3 separate regions of the Mus musculus genome follow, and all the other regions are linked to region 1. The links are chromatin contacts, called in public HiChIP or PLAC-seq and promoter capture Hi-C maps. All regions are on one chromosome and are shown on one strand. Each heading gives the region's core, a stretch centred on a gene start, on an enhancer-like site or on the middle of the called end of the contact. The rest is flanking DNA. Distances are from core to core; before and after follow the strand shown. Region 1 holds the start of Nrap (nebulin-related anchoring protein). Region 2 holds the start of Fam160b1 (family with sequence similarity 160, member B1). Region 3 overlaps Ablim1 (actin-binding LIM protein 1).

Region 1 (3,752 bases), core at 513-3,012:
CTGACTTCCCCACACCCAGCCTTATCTCCAAGAAGCAAGGCCCAAGGTCACAAACTGATATTCTTATAGAAAAGTGCTAACCACCCTGTTTAATAGTTTTCACTCCCAGTGCTCCATTTACATTTTTTTAAAAAGGAAATTTCATGTGTAAATCCAGATCTCTGGCTTCCGTGGAAAAATGAGAATATTTGGCAATACTGAGACGCTGTTCCCTCTTGAGATCAATTGGCTGTGGCATGTTGCATGCTATGGGTGGGACATGTACACATCTGTCTGAGGTCTTAGCATTGCCTAGGACTTCAGATCTAGCCTCTGTGGGCATCTTGGTGTAAGCATGACGTTTCTTACATTAGCTTACTAGCTCTAATGAGCACCAAGGACAGGCCTTATTCTAGACCCTGGAACGTGGAAGTTGCAGTCTGGACCACAGTGTTATACTTTGGTGGAGGTGACATGATTCTGAACAGTAGATTTATTCACATTTAATATTTCCAGGTGGTAATCACCATTGTAAGACTAATGAGGAGGAGGTAGACACACAAAGCAGTCGGGTCCTGGGGTGGACAAGTGATTTTGTAGCGGGTGTCTCAGAAGGTCACAGGTTGCCTGTAAGCAGAGACTAAATACCATGGGCACGTTCCCAAAGCAGAGAGGAGATTTTTGTCATTAAACTATCTCTGTTAGGACCTCTGAGGCAAGGGAATGAATCTTTTTGGAATCTTCTAGACAAAATATAGACGGCCAAACACCAAGCATTCTTATTTATTCTTACATATTTTTCGATTCCTGTAAAAGTTAAGCACAAATGAGTATCATAAGTTTCTAGTTTTGTAACTACAAAATCGACACCATTCAGATTTGGTTTTTATCCTTCTGGGAGTGTGAATCAATTCTCATTTATTCCCAGTGTTAGATCTCAAACCTGGGCCAACAGCTGAGGTTCCTATTTAACATATCCAAGTGGACCTGGACGCCAGGTTCTCCCAGCTTTCCTTGGTCCCTACCTGTTACAGGGTAAGGCTGGTATACCAGGTCCCCTACCCTGAACCCTCCAAGCTGGACTGCCCTTCCCCAGAGGCTCTCCCCTACACAATCTCCGCAGTTTGGTTACCTGCCCCTTTGGCCTCTTAGCTGCCACACCAAGTTCCCTCTCTACCTTCCCCTGCCTGCACACACGGCCCAGCTCAGACTGGCCGTGTCTACTCTGGACTCTGGAAGATGGCCCTGCCTCAGGCTGTGGTCTCGCTTTTATCTGCAGTGAACTTTCTTCTCCACCACACCTAGGAGCAGTCATGTTTTTCTTTCTTTCTTTCTTTCTTTCTTTCTTTCTTTCTTTCTTTCTTTCTTTCTTTCTTCCTTCCTTCCTTCCTTCCTTCCTTCCTTCCTTCCTTTTTCTTTCTTTTCTTCATTCACCCATAGTCTGGGGATCCGCCTGTCTGCCTTTGTCAGAGGCATAACAGTCAGCTTTTCTAATTTGATGTCTACACGGGGGTATGGCTACTCTTCTGGCTCCTTTTCTGGAGTATGACCACAGGCAGTGTTCACCAAGCCCAAGCATCTGACCGCCCCCCACCCCCCACCCCCCAAGAGTTGGTTCTCCACATAAACATGAAGCCATCGTGAGTTAACTTTTCTATTTTGAGAAGCACGTCAGCTTGAAATACCTCTACCTTGTCTCAGACGCATGCGTGCTGACGGAGTTGCCAAAATTGTCACTTGAGTAAGTGGCAGCTTTAAAAACCAACCAGCTGCGGACTCCAAAGCAGAAAGTCAGCTCAGTGTAGGAAAGTGGAAGTTGGATTCCGAAGGCTCCAGGCGTCCCGAGGAGTTTCATAGTGGTGGGCTTTTGAAGGTGGTACCGACCCAAGTGGAGGTTCTAGTGGATTTTGTCTGTTGCTTCTCCCTGTCTCCCACACTCCAAGATGAATGTGCAGGCCTGCTCTAGGTGTGGCTATGGGGTTTACCCTGCTGAGAAGATCAGCTGCATAGATCAGGTCAGTGGACTCTTTCTATGGTCTTTGGGAAAATTGACAAGCTTGGGATTTTTATCTTCTCATGTATAGAGGTATATTGAATGATAAGGAAAAGATATGTTTTTTTCTACCTTACCTAAGTTCTGTTCATTTCTATGTCTTCTGCGCTGTTTCAAGGGAAAAAAAAATAGTTTCATTTTAACATATTATACCCATGTGTAAGTTCAGGAACTCATTTTATCTTCATTTTACACACAATTCCCAACTTTTTAACCTGAAAGTCTGTGAGCTCCAGGCCTGGAGGAGGACAGCTAATTGGCAGATCTTTTCTGTGACTTTCAGACATGGCACAAAGCATGTTTTCACTGTGAAGTCTGTAAGATGATGCTTTCTGTTAATAACTTCGTGAGTCACCAGAAAAAGCCGTACTGTCACGCGTAAGTGTCTGGCGCCCTGCTCGCCACTGCATGACTTTTGGTTTTCAACAAGTAGCCATCTGAAGGACCAGTACCCAAGCTCCAGGCTGGACTCCGAGTAGCACCTCTCCCGAGGTGCACACTCATATCTAGTCACAGAAGAGCCCAAAGCGGGGTTTTCAACCGTGGTCAATCAATGTCAAATTTCTAGTTAGTAAGAGACCGAGTCCACCTCTGTCACCTCTGTGTGTCAGACGATGAACTTCGCAGGATAGTGGAACTGCCAAAGATATGCATAGACAGAGCTATTTCTCCTACATAATGTCCAGATTCATCTATTCTGTAGGAAACTTCTCGAGTGACTGTCCTTGGTGAAATGTACCTCACTGTTTTATGTGCTCAGTTGACATGATTTGAGTTTTTGAGGCTGACTCATTGGGAAATCAAGGAGCTGAATGCTTGAGTACTGTGTTCACCCATCTTAAAAAGAGACCAGTGTTTTAAGAAGAATCCCTTATCCCTTGTCCCTTTGGATAAAGCACGTTCCTAATTTTGATCTGCGTTAATTTTACAGCCACAACCCTAAGAACAACACGTTCACTAGCGTCTACCACACACCCTTAAATCTAACCTTGAAGAAGTCTGTGGCAGCCATGGGAGGGGTAAGTTGCTTAGCTTTGCATTTTGAAATAGCCTTTAAAGAAAAATCCATGGACTCTGACACCTGTTGGGTTTTAAGTGTTTCTGTCTGTTATATGAACCAACTCACTTCCTCCTCCTACATGAAAAGTGCTCTTAAAAGACTATTTCTGCTCTTTGTCCTACCTCAACCTTAGCAGCCAATGCAGGTCCTTGATTCTGACCTATGTCTGGCCAGCCAGACCACGTTTATCAGTTTATACGCTAGGCCTTGCATACATTGGGTCGTTAACACATAAAACAAAATTTACGTAGTTGAAAATATTACAAGGAGCACTCTTCTTCCCCCCCCCCAACCTGTAGTATTTTGGAATAGAATATTAAAACCCTCCAGTTTGCACTCCTTGAACTATGTAGTGGTTTACAATTATGTATAATCTCACGTTCCCCCTTTAGGGAGGACAGCTCAGGTATAGTTTGGGAAATGAAGTTTGCTTTGGGAGGATGGTGAGGTAAATCCAATAGTGAGCTTCTGTCACCCACTCAGTTGTTGATGGGACTGCTGTGTCCATTAACACGATGAATCATTAGCGCTTTGTCAGCAGGCCCAAGAGTAACTGCTCTGTGGGATGGAACTAAGGCTGATTTCTAAAATTAGGAATTACCCAGCAGGTGGAGGGCTCTCTAGTAATCTCTCTTCACCCCAGAGTCCTTTCCTGGTGTC
Region 2 (3,752 bases), core at 500-2,999, 970 kb before region 1:
GATACACGTAATTATAAAAAAAAGAGTACCAAAACAGAAAACACAGGCCTTGGGACCAAACTGAGTCTATAAACCAAAAATCCTAGCCAGGCTTAGAGACATGCCTAGAATTTAAGTACTCCAGAGGCTAAGGTAGAAGTTCGAGGCCAGTCTGAGCAGAGCTCAATGAGTTCAAGGCCACCTTGGGGCACTGGGCAATTCTCTATCTCAAAAATAAATAAATAAATAAATAAATAAATAAAATAAAATCCAGTGGGAGTGTTTTTATCTAGAACACGGCAGGCCCCAGGGTTTCATCCATATAATTTATTCATAGTTATCTTTTAGTTATCATTATATCAAGCAATGTTGAACTTTAAAAGTTTGATGACTCTTTATAGTCTGAAGTATAATACAAAATATCAATATAAGTGTTGTTAAAAGTTTTAAAAATTATTTTACCAATGCTGTTGCACACTGACTCCATATTAAGCAAGAAAAGTAGAATTGGCATCTTAGAGTGCAGTTCTCTACCCCATGTGTCAACACTGCTCCTCAGGCAACCCCATTTCTTTCTTGTTTGATGTGCCACCAAGCGAAACCCAAATTCCACGAAGTATGTAAAAAGCAATTGTGTTAAAATTTTGTCTCCATATCTGAAACTCACAACTCTAATTTTCTTAGCTGACCCTAAAAACCACCGTGGTATTTTGTCATCTTTTTACTTTTCTTTAGAAAGTCATGTGAATTTGAAAGTGCTACTATTAGGCCATTCTCAATATGCAAAGAAAATGCCATTAAAAAAAAAAAAACACAGTAACTTTCTTCACATAGGATGATACTCAGTCCAAAATTAGCTAGTAAAATAAAGCAAAGGGTCGCGTTTAGCACCGACAAGAAAAGCATTCTCTTCCTAGGTTTTTGGGTGCTGTACGTTTGGCGGTTTGAGTTCTGTCCCCCCGGTGCTGTTTAGGACCAGGCTCACAGTACAGCGGTTGCAGGCTGCGCCAAGAGCCTCCAGGAAGCGCATTACAGACAAGAAAAGGGAAACAGATGGTGTGAGCTGGGCGATCGCGGACCCGCAAACTCCCGCAGATCGATCACCGAGGTCCGGCCGAGGTGGGCCGCTGGGCCCGAGCTGGCAGAGCCGGTACCGGTGTGGACCGGGCCCCAGGGTCCCCGCCGCTCCTCTCTCACCCGTACCAAAGCAAAAGCAAGCCCTGCCCACCAGCACCGCCGTTCTTTTGTCTTGCGCGGCGCTGGCCACGTAGCCCCGGAGGTTAACGGCCAGGAGGCCTCGGGAGCCGCCCGGTCCCCGGCTGGAGAGCAGAGGCCCCGGGGGTGCCCAGGCCTCGCCGCAGCCTCCCTCCCCGCGCCTCGCAGCCCCCCGCACCCCAATCGGACTCACCGCCTCCACGGCATGCTGCAGGATGGACGTAAGCTTGGAGAACATCCTGTCCCGGGACTGCAGCAGCTTCTCCCGGGACGACCTGGAGAGCTCCTCGATGCGCCGCCGCCGCCCCTGCTGCGGCTGCCCGGGCCGCTCCAGAGTGAAGGCCGGTGCGGGCGGGCCCGGGCGGGGAGCGGAGGGCGGAGGCCGGGCGGGAGGCGCGGCGGCTCTGATCGGAGGACGCGGGGCCGCGGCGGGCGGCTCCGAGGTCGTTCGGCTGCAATCGGGGCACCGCGGAGCTCAGCGGCGGCGACGCGGACACGGTGGCAGGAGCTCGGGCTCTTCCGGCTGCCGTGCCCGCCGCGGCCTGCAGGGGACGCTGATGCGGCCCGGGGAAGCCCAGGTCTCCGCTGCCGGCGTCGCTGGACGCGGGGCGGGGCGCGCAGAGGCCAGGGCGGGGAGGGCGGGGCCAGCAGGGAGGGCGGGGCCGACTTGAGGGCGGGGCCGATGGGGAGAGCAGGGCGGGCGGGGTCGGCGGGGCGCTGAAAGGCTGAGGCCAGGAGGGAGGGCGGGCCTGGCGTGGCGCACCCGGCGGTGCTGGCACTCGTCTCTCGGTGACCAGAGAGCAGTGTGAGGATTTGGCAGCGACGTGTTGACGCTGCGCTTGCGTACCATACGTAGGGCAAGACTGGAAGGCCGCTGGGAAAATACCAGCATCCCGAACGCAAAAAACGGACAGCGGGTCCACGTGCTAGGGATTCGACCGCATCCAATGCAGGTGGGAAGATCCCGCTAGACTAAAATAGCTTATCCTTATCAAAACCCGGAAATGCCAAATGGACACGTGGGATGAGGGTTCGGTTAAATAACGCAGGATGGTGGCCTACAAGGTTTCAGTGTGTTTCTGGAAAAGGAAATAATATTCAGGATGCCTAACACCGATGAGTGAAGCCTCAAGTTAATGAGCCCTGGGCTGGAGGCTTCCTAAAACACTATGCAAATGTGTATTAAACAAGGCGTAGAGGAAACACTGACCATTTTAAGATGGTTGATGCAACTTCTGAAAATCTGAAGAACTTTGTTTCAAGCTGGTATTAGCATTTCACGAAAAGGATCGGGGAGTTCTGCATTAGGGTGAAGTAGATTTCTCATTAACATGGATGAAAAATACCTATTGATAGTATAATTCGTTGAGCAGAGGGCAGAAGAGGGCGCCGCAACTCTGAGCAGGGTTGAGAAGCCTGTTTGGATCCAGCTCTGCCATTCTGGGCCGTGAGGTTACCAATGTAGCAGTGAAGAAAGCCGGGGATCACAGGCTCTCCTCCTTGTTATAACATTAGTAACAACACAAGAGGAGAGGAAACCAAGAGAGAAGGTAAGGGGAGACTCGAGTCTTTCTCATGCTTTGGTTGTTTGCTTCTGCTATGCTCAAAAGCAGGTAAGCATAGCCTTGCTTTCTGTAAACTAAAACGCTGGCAACATCCTCTGTTATTTGTTGGACATTGAGCTGTGTTCCTTGCCACGTTCAAGGTCCTTGTTCCTGCTCCATCCTAGAGCACACAATGTTTGTTGTTATTATTCATACTACTTATGAGGTTTGGTCAGTTTATCAACCATAATAATTTTCCTGGCTAATTACATGGCAGTTTGTATTTTCACAATGTCCTGCAGCCACAACTTGTGTAGGGAGTGATGTTTAGGCGGGCTACAAGTTGTGTGTGATGGATATTTAACTTTGCATACTTATTATAAGCACAATAAAATATATGTTTGGCTATGGGTTAATATCAATACTCAATGATTTATCTGCCTGGTCCCTAATTTCTAAGACGCACAAGTTAGCTAGAACTGTAACTGAGCCAGTAGGTAGATTTCCTACTCCCGTTCCGAATGCTGGGAGAGGCACTAATGTAAAGCCAGTAGGTAGATTTCCTACTCCCGTTCCGAATGCTGGAGGAGGCACTAATGTATAGCCAGTAGATAGATTTCCTACTCCCGTTCCGAATGCTGGAGGAGGCACTAATGTATAGCCTGCCTAGTGCTTGGATGCAGTTGTTGATGCAGTTGGACTCACCTCAACCACTGCTTTGAGGAAACCCAAGAGGAGGCTCCCTTTACCCTTGAAAACACCCTAGGTGCCTGAAGTACCTCAATTGGAACCTCCTGTATTTATTCTATTAAGCCCATAATAAATTTAGTTCTTTATAAAAACGGGACTGGAGTATTGTTTTGTGGCTAAGAACGTTTGCCGCTCTTCCAAGGTACCAAGTTCAGTTCCCGGCACCTGTGCCCGGTGGCTCACAACCTCCTGCAACTCCAGTTGGTTCCAGAGGGACCAACACCCTCGTCTGACTTTTGTGGGCATGTGCACACGTGTGAACTT
Region 3 (3,752 bases), core at 561-3,060, 710 kb before region 1:
GTACTTTATTACATAGAATAGGTTGTTTTTACAAAAAAAAATGTACAGCATCCATAGACTCTTGAAATACAGATGCGAATAAGACAATGTTCTTGCTGCCAAGAAGTTAAAGTTCAATGGAGAAAATGTTCATTAGCCAGCAATTGCAACTTATTATGTTATTTAAATGGTGTGTGTTTTGATTAGATGCATTTAAAAGATGTGTTGAGGTCAAGAAGTAGATGCATATCTATCAAAGGGAATGCTTGAAGTGCATATTATGATCCTAGCAGTATGAGGCCAGCCTGGTCTACATAGGGAGTTTCAGGACAGCCTGGGCTACACAGTCAGACCCTATTTTTAAAATAAAGAAAGGAAGTTTTGAAATGGACATGAACCTTAGCATCACTCAGAATCTTTGTGTGTGTGTGTGTGTGTGGTGTGTGTGTGTGTGTGCGCACGGGTATGCATGTGGGTATGTGCATGAGGAGGCCAAAGGTCAACCTCCTTATGTCCAGGATTACAAACACATGCTGATATGACCCAGTTTGTTCTCTGAGTCACAGAGAAGCTTGGGAGTAGCTGCTCTCAATGAATGGGGAAGACACTGGCTCATGGACATATTTGAGGTGAGGCAAGGCAAAGCCCACGTGTCCAGGTATACAGGGTATGTTCATAGCGAGTAGACTGTGAAGCCTAGGCCAAATTGTGGATGTTGTTGAATGCTGGGGCCAGGAAGCATAACTTCCTTCGGTAGACAAAAGGAATACGTCATACTCTTTATCCACGCAGTATTGGCGCCCATGTGGTATTTAATAAAAATTGACCTATTGTTTCAAAGGCAAGAGTGTTGCTTGTGGTCTCAGGTCGGGTCTTGAGGTAGGCATGTCTGGTGACCTGAGGACTAGAACTGGTGGAGGCTGGGAACTGATCACTTCAACAAAGGGCCCAGGCCCCCGCTGGGGGACATGAGGATCAGAGAGAGTAGTGTCTGGTACCTTGGTGACTACAGCGCTCTACCATGCTTGTGCACTGAGCCCTTTATCACACTGCCCCTCTACACTGTGCCTATACCACACTTCATAAATGTAATTACATGGTCTTGGTTTTACCCCGTAGCGTCCCTAGGTTGTAAGATCTGTAGCTATTTCTTCCTCTTGCTCTCCTTAAGCCCCTATGAGTATTCTCTGTAAGAACTGATTTCATTATAAACTCCACCATCATGGAAGACACCAATTTTAGAGCCTCACCTTGACCATCTAGAAAACGGGGACAGTGGTGGGTCCTTGCTATTCTTATCAAGTAAAACTGCCACAAGCCTTCAATGAGGAGGCATATATTAATTTCTTTTCAGTTGTGATTAAAATATCCCAACAAGGGGCTGTAGAGATGGCTCACCGGTTAAGAACACTGACTGTTCTTCCAGAGGTCCTGATTTCAATACCCAGCAACCACATGGTGGCTCACAACCATCTGTCATGAGATCTGATGCTCTCTTCTGGTGAGAGTGACAGTGTACTCACATACAAAGAATAAATAACTAAATAAATATTTTTTTAAAATAGCCCAACAAAAAGCAGCATCCGTGAGAAGGGCTCATTCTGGCTTATGGCTTCAGGGGGAGAAGGACATAGTGGACAAGGCACAAGGCAAAGAAGGCACAGTGGTAGGGGTAGGAAGCTGACTGGTCGGTCGTATTTCATCTACGCTCAGGAAACAGAGAGAAAGAGAACAGGAAGTGACTCAAAGCCCAATCCAGGCTCCGCCTCCTTAAAGGCTCTGAAACCTTCCCAAACAGCAGTAGCAGCAGCAGTTGGTGGGGACCAACTTTTAAACACACGGGCCTGTGGGGCCATTTCTATTCAAACCACAGCAAGGAGAGATGTGAAAATACTACTTAGGCTGAAGGATAAAGGTCTAAATACCAGCGGTTGCTACTGCCGTAGGTGTGTGTGGTCTGTGGGATTTTCAATTACGTGATGCAGCCGCTGGCTCAGGGATAGTGTAAACCCACTCTGCCCATAGTGTATCTTCATTTAATTTACATTGACTGTAAGCATAGACATCAAATCATACCATTTATTCGCTTTATTGTTTCTCACAGACATAGAACTTTTCTTGGGGCCTCAAGTTCAACTGTCAAATGCTACAAACAAGCCTAAGAAAAGGCTCACACATCGTTGACCTAGGCCTCTTAGATACTGTGCTCTCTTTACTATCATGGCCATCCCCTGCAACAGGTTGTATTAGTGACATGTTCTTCTCACATGTGGGAACAAACATTTTAGCATAGTGGGGTGCAGTGGAGTTGGTGTGCATGGTGAGGCACCATGTGGTTGCTGGGAATCGAACCCAGGTGCTTGGGAAGAGCAGCCAGTGCTCTTAACCACTGAGCCACCAACTGTCATCTGTTAGGGGCTTCTGCATCCAGGCTGCTGAGCATCAGGGAAGGAGCATCGTCCCAAGGCCTCACCTGCACTTCCTGTAGGGTAACTCCTTCTCTGGGCTTTCACCGTCTTTGTGTCATGGGACAATACCGGGCATTGACTGTGTGCCTGTCACTTTACGGTAAGATGTATTTACTTCAGAAGTCAGATGGTCTCGTGCCTGTGGGCACAGTGCAGGCCTCTCTCACCCCAGGGTGAAAGTTTATAGTGCTACATCACTACACACAATGGAAGCCAGAGCTCCCAACGCACTGGGCCATGATGTGGCTTGAGCTGTCTCTGGGTGTCAGGATCCGGTAGGCCACTGTTTCACCTCTGGAATGTCCCCTTGTCTCCTGGGTCTGTTGTAGCAGGTGGAGGGTCGGGATAGCCACTTGTGTAGCTGCTCCTGGCCTCATCCCCAAGTCCTGCTCTTCCAGAGGAATCCAGAGGACTTGAAGCTGGACCGACCCCACCCAGCATTGTAGAAGTCTGGAATGTGAATTGAGTCTGTTTCCTCCATTGTCCATTGTCATCCAAAGGTGAACCTTGCTTAGCTTTACTGCTCCTTGGGGCATCACCAAGAAGCTCCAAGGATCCTGACTCCGATCATCCACGCCCCTTCCTTCTTCAACTTGCTTAACCCCCCCCCCCCCACCCCCAGTTATTTCTTCCTCCTAACAATTGGAACTGAGAGCCAGTGGCTGCTAGGAGCTCCCTCCCGCTCCCAGAGAACTGTGGGATCTGCAGAGTGCGTGCAGCAAGTTGTTTGTGAACAGGGATGAAAGTCTGGTCGCAGTGGGAGAGGATATCAGGGGAGGATGTTTTTAAAAGCAAGCTGTGTTTTTCTGACTCTCCAGTCTTGGTTCCCGCCCTGAAGGCTCCTCCAACCCTGGGGACGAAGACAAAATATTTTTAGTCTGATAGTATTCGGTAGGCAGCCAAGAACCGAACCATCTGTCCTCCACTCTGAAGAGCTCAGTGGAATGGTTTTAATGGAAATAACTTGGAAGGTGTCACACAGCTCCTCAGCCAGGCTGTTCTATGGAGAGTGTGGTTGTTATGAAGCCCTCCAGGCTGGGTAGAGTAGAGAGGCAGAGAGGAAAAAGACCAGGGTGGTCGGAGACGCTTGTGATTCCCGGGAGACTGTTTGCAACATGGATGTCACAGAATTGGAATGTACTTTCGAGATAGCAGCTTGGCAAAGAAAAGCAGTTGACAAACAGGTCCACACCCAGTCATTACAGGGCCACCTATTGGCTGTACATTGTGTGACAAGTTTAAATATTTAAAAATCTTAAAAGTCCACCTTCAAAGGTGTGCCACCGTTTAAAAAGCTATCGCTGA

What was found. Promoter capture Hi-C pulls out the DNA fragments that hold promoters and counts their contacts. HiChIP or PLAC-seq counts read pairs in DNA pulled down with a chosen protein or histone mark.
Region 2: a contact with region 1 is called in a promoter capture Hi-C map of second pharyngeal arch cranial neural crest. The contact joins the promoter of Fam160b1 here to the promoter of Nrap in region 1. A contact is called at or near these places in 5 of 39 promoter capture datasets (cranial neural crest, hematopoietic stem and progenitor cells, liver and 2 more), 1 of 484 Hi-C or Micro-C datasets (the G1E-ER4 cell line), 3 of 115 datasets of contacts at active chromatin or transcription factors (bone marrow-derived macrophages, large pre-B cells and regulatory T cell precursor) and 2 of 9 other capture datasets (adipose tissue and liver).
Region 3: an H3K27ac HiChIP or PLAC-seq map of acute myeloid leukemia shows a contact between it and region 1, with 6 times the contacts expected there. The contact joins the enhancer-like site here to the promoter of Nrap in region 1. A contact is called at or near these places in 4 of 39 promoter capture datasets (liver, pre-B cells and stem cell-derived epiblast-like cells) and 3 of 115 datasets of contacts at active chromatin or transcription factors (acute myeloid leukemia, embryonic stem cells and pancreatic cancer cells).

The regions. Positions count from the first base shown.
Region 1 is chr19:56,388,048-56,391,799 of GRCm38.p6, reverse strand. It overlaps Nrap (nebulin-related anchoring protein), which reads left to right and starts at 1,762. Exons shown (of 42, transcript NM_008733.4): 1 at 1,762-1,994; 2 at 2,316-2,410; 3 at 2,964-3,051. The coding sequence starts at 1,923.
Region 2 is chr19:57,359,006-57,362,757 of GRCm38.p6, reverse strand. It overlaps Fam160b1 (family with sequence similarity 160, member B1), which reads right to left and starts at 1,749. Exons shown (of 17, transcript NM_145505.4): 1 at 1,388-1,749. The coding sequence starts at 1,432. B230217O12Rik (RIKEN cDNA B230217O12 gene) reads left to right here and starts at 1,859. Exons shown (of 3, transcript NR_040316.1): 1 at 1,859-2,744.
Region 3 is chr19:57,098,224-57,101,975 of GRCm38.p6, reverse strand. All of the region lies in intron 6 of Ablim1 (actin-binding LIM protein 1), which reads left to right. Among named protein-coding and RNA genes, the nearest start is that of Afap1l2, 92 kb to the right of the region's middle. Within about 2 kb of position 1,810, at least 42 of the 459 cell types and tissues checked have an H3K27ac peak or open chromatin away from gene starts, as enhancers often do. A contact at or near this core is called in acute myeloid leukemia, where this site is marked.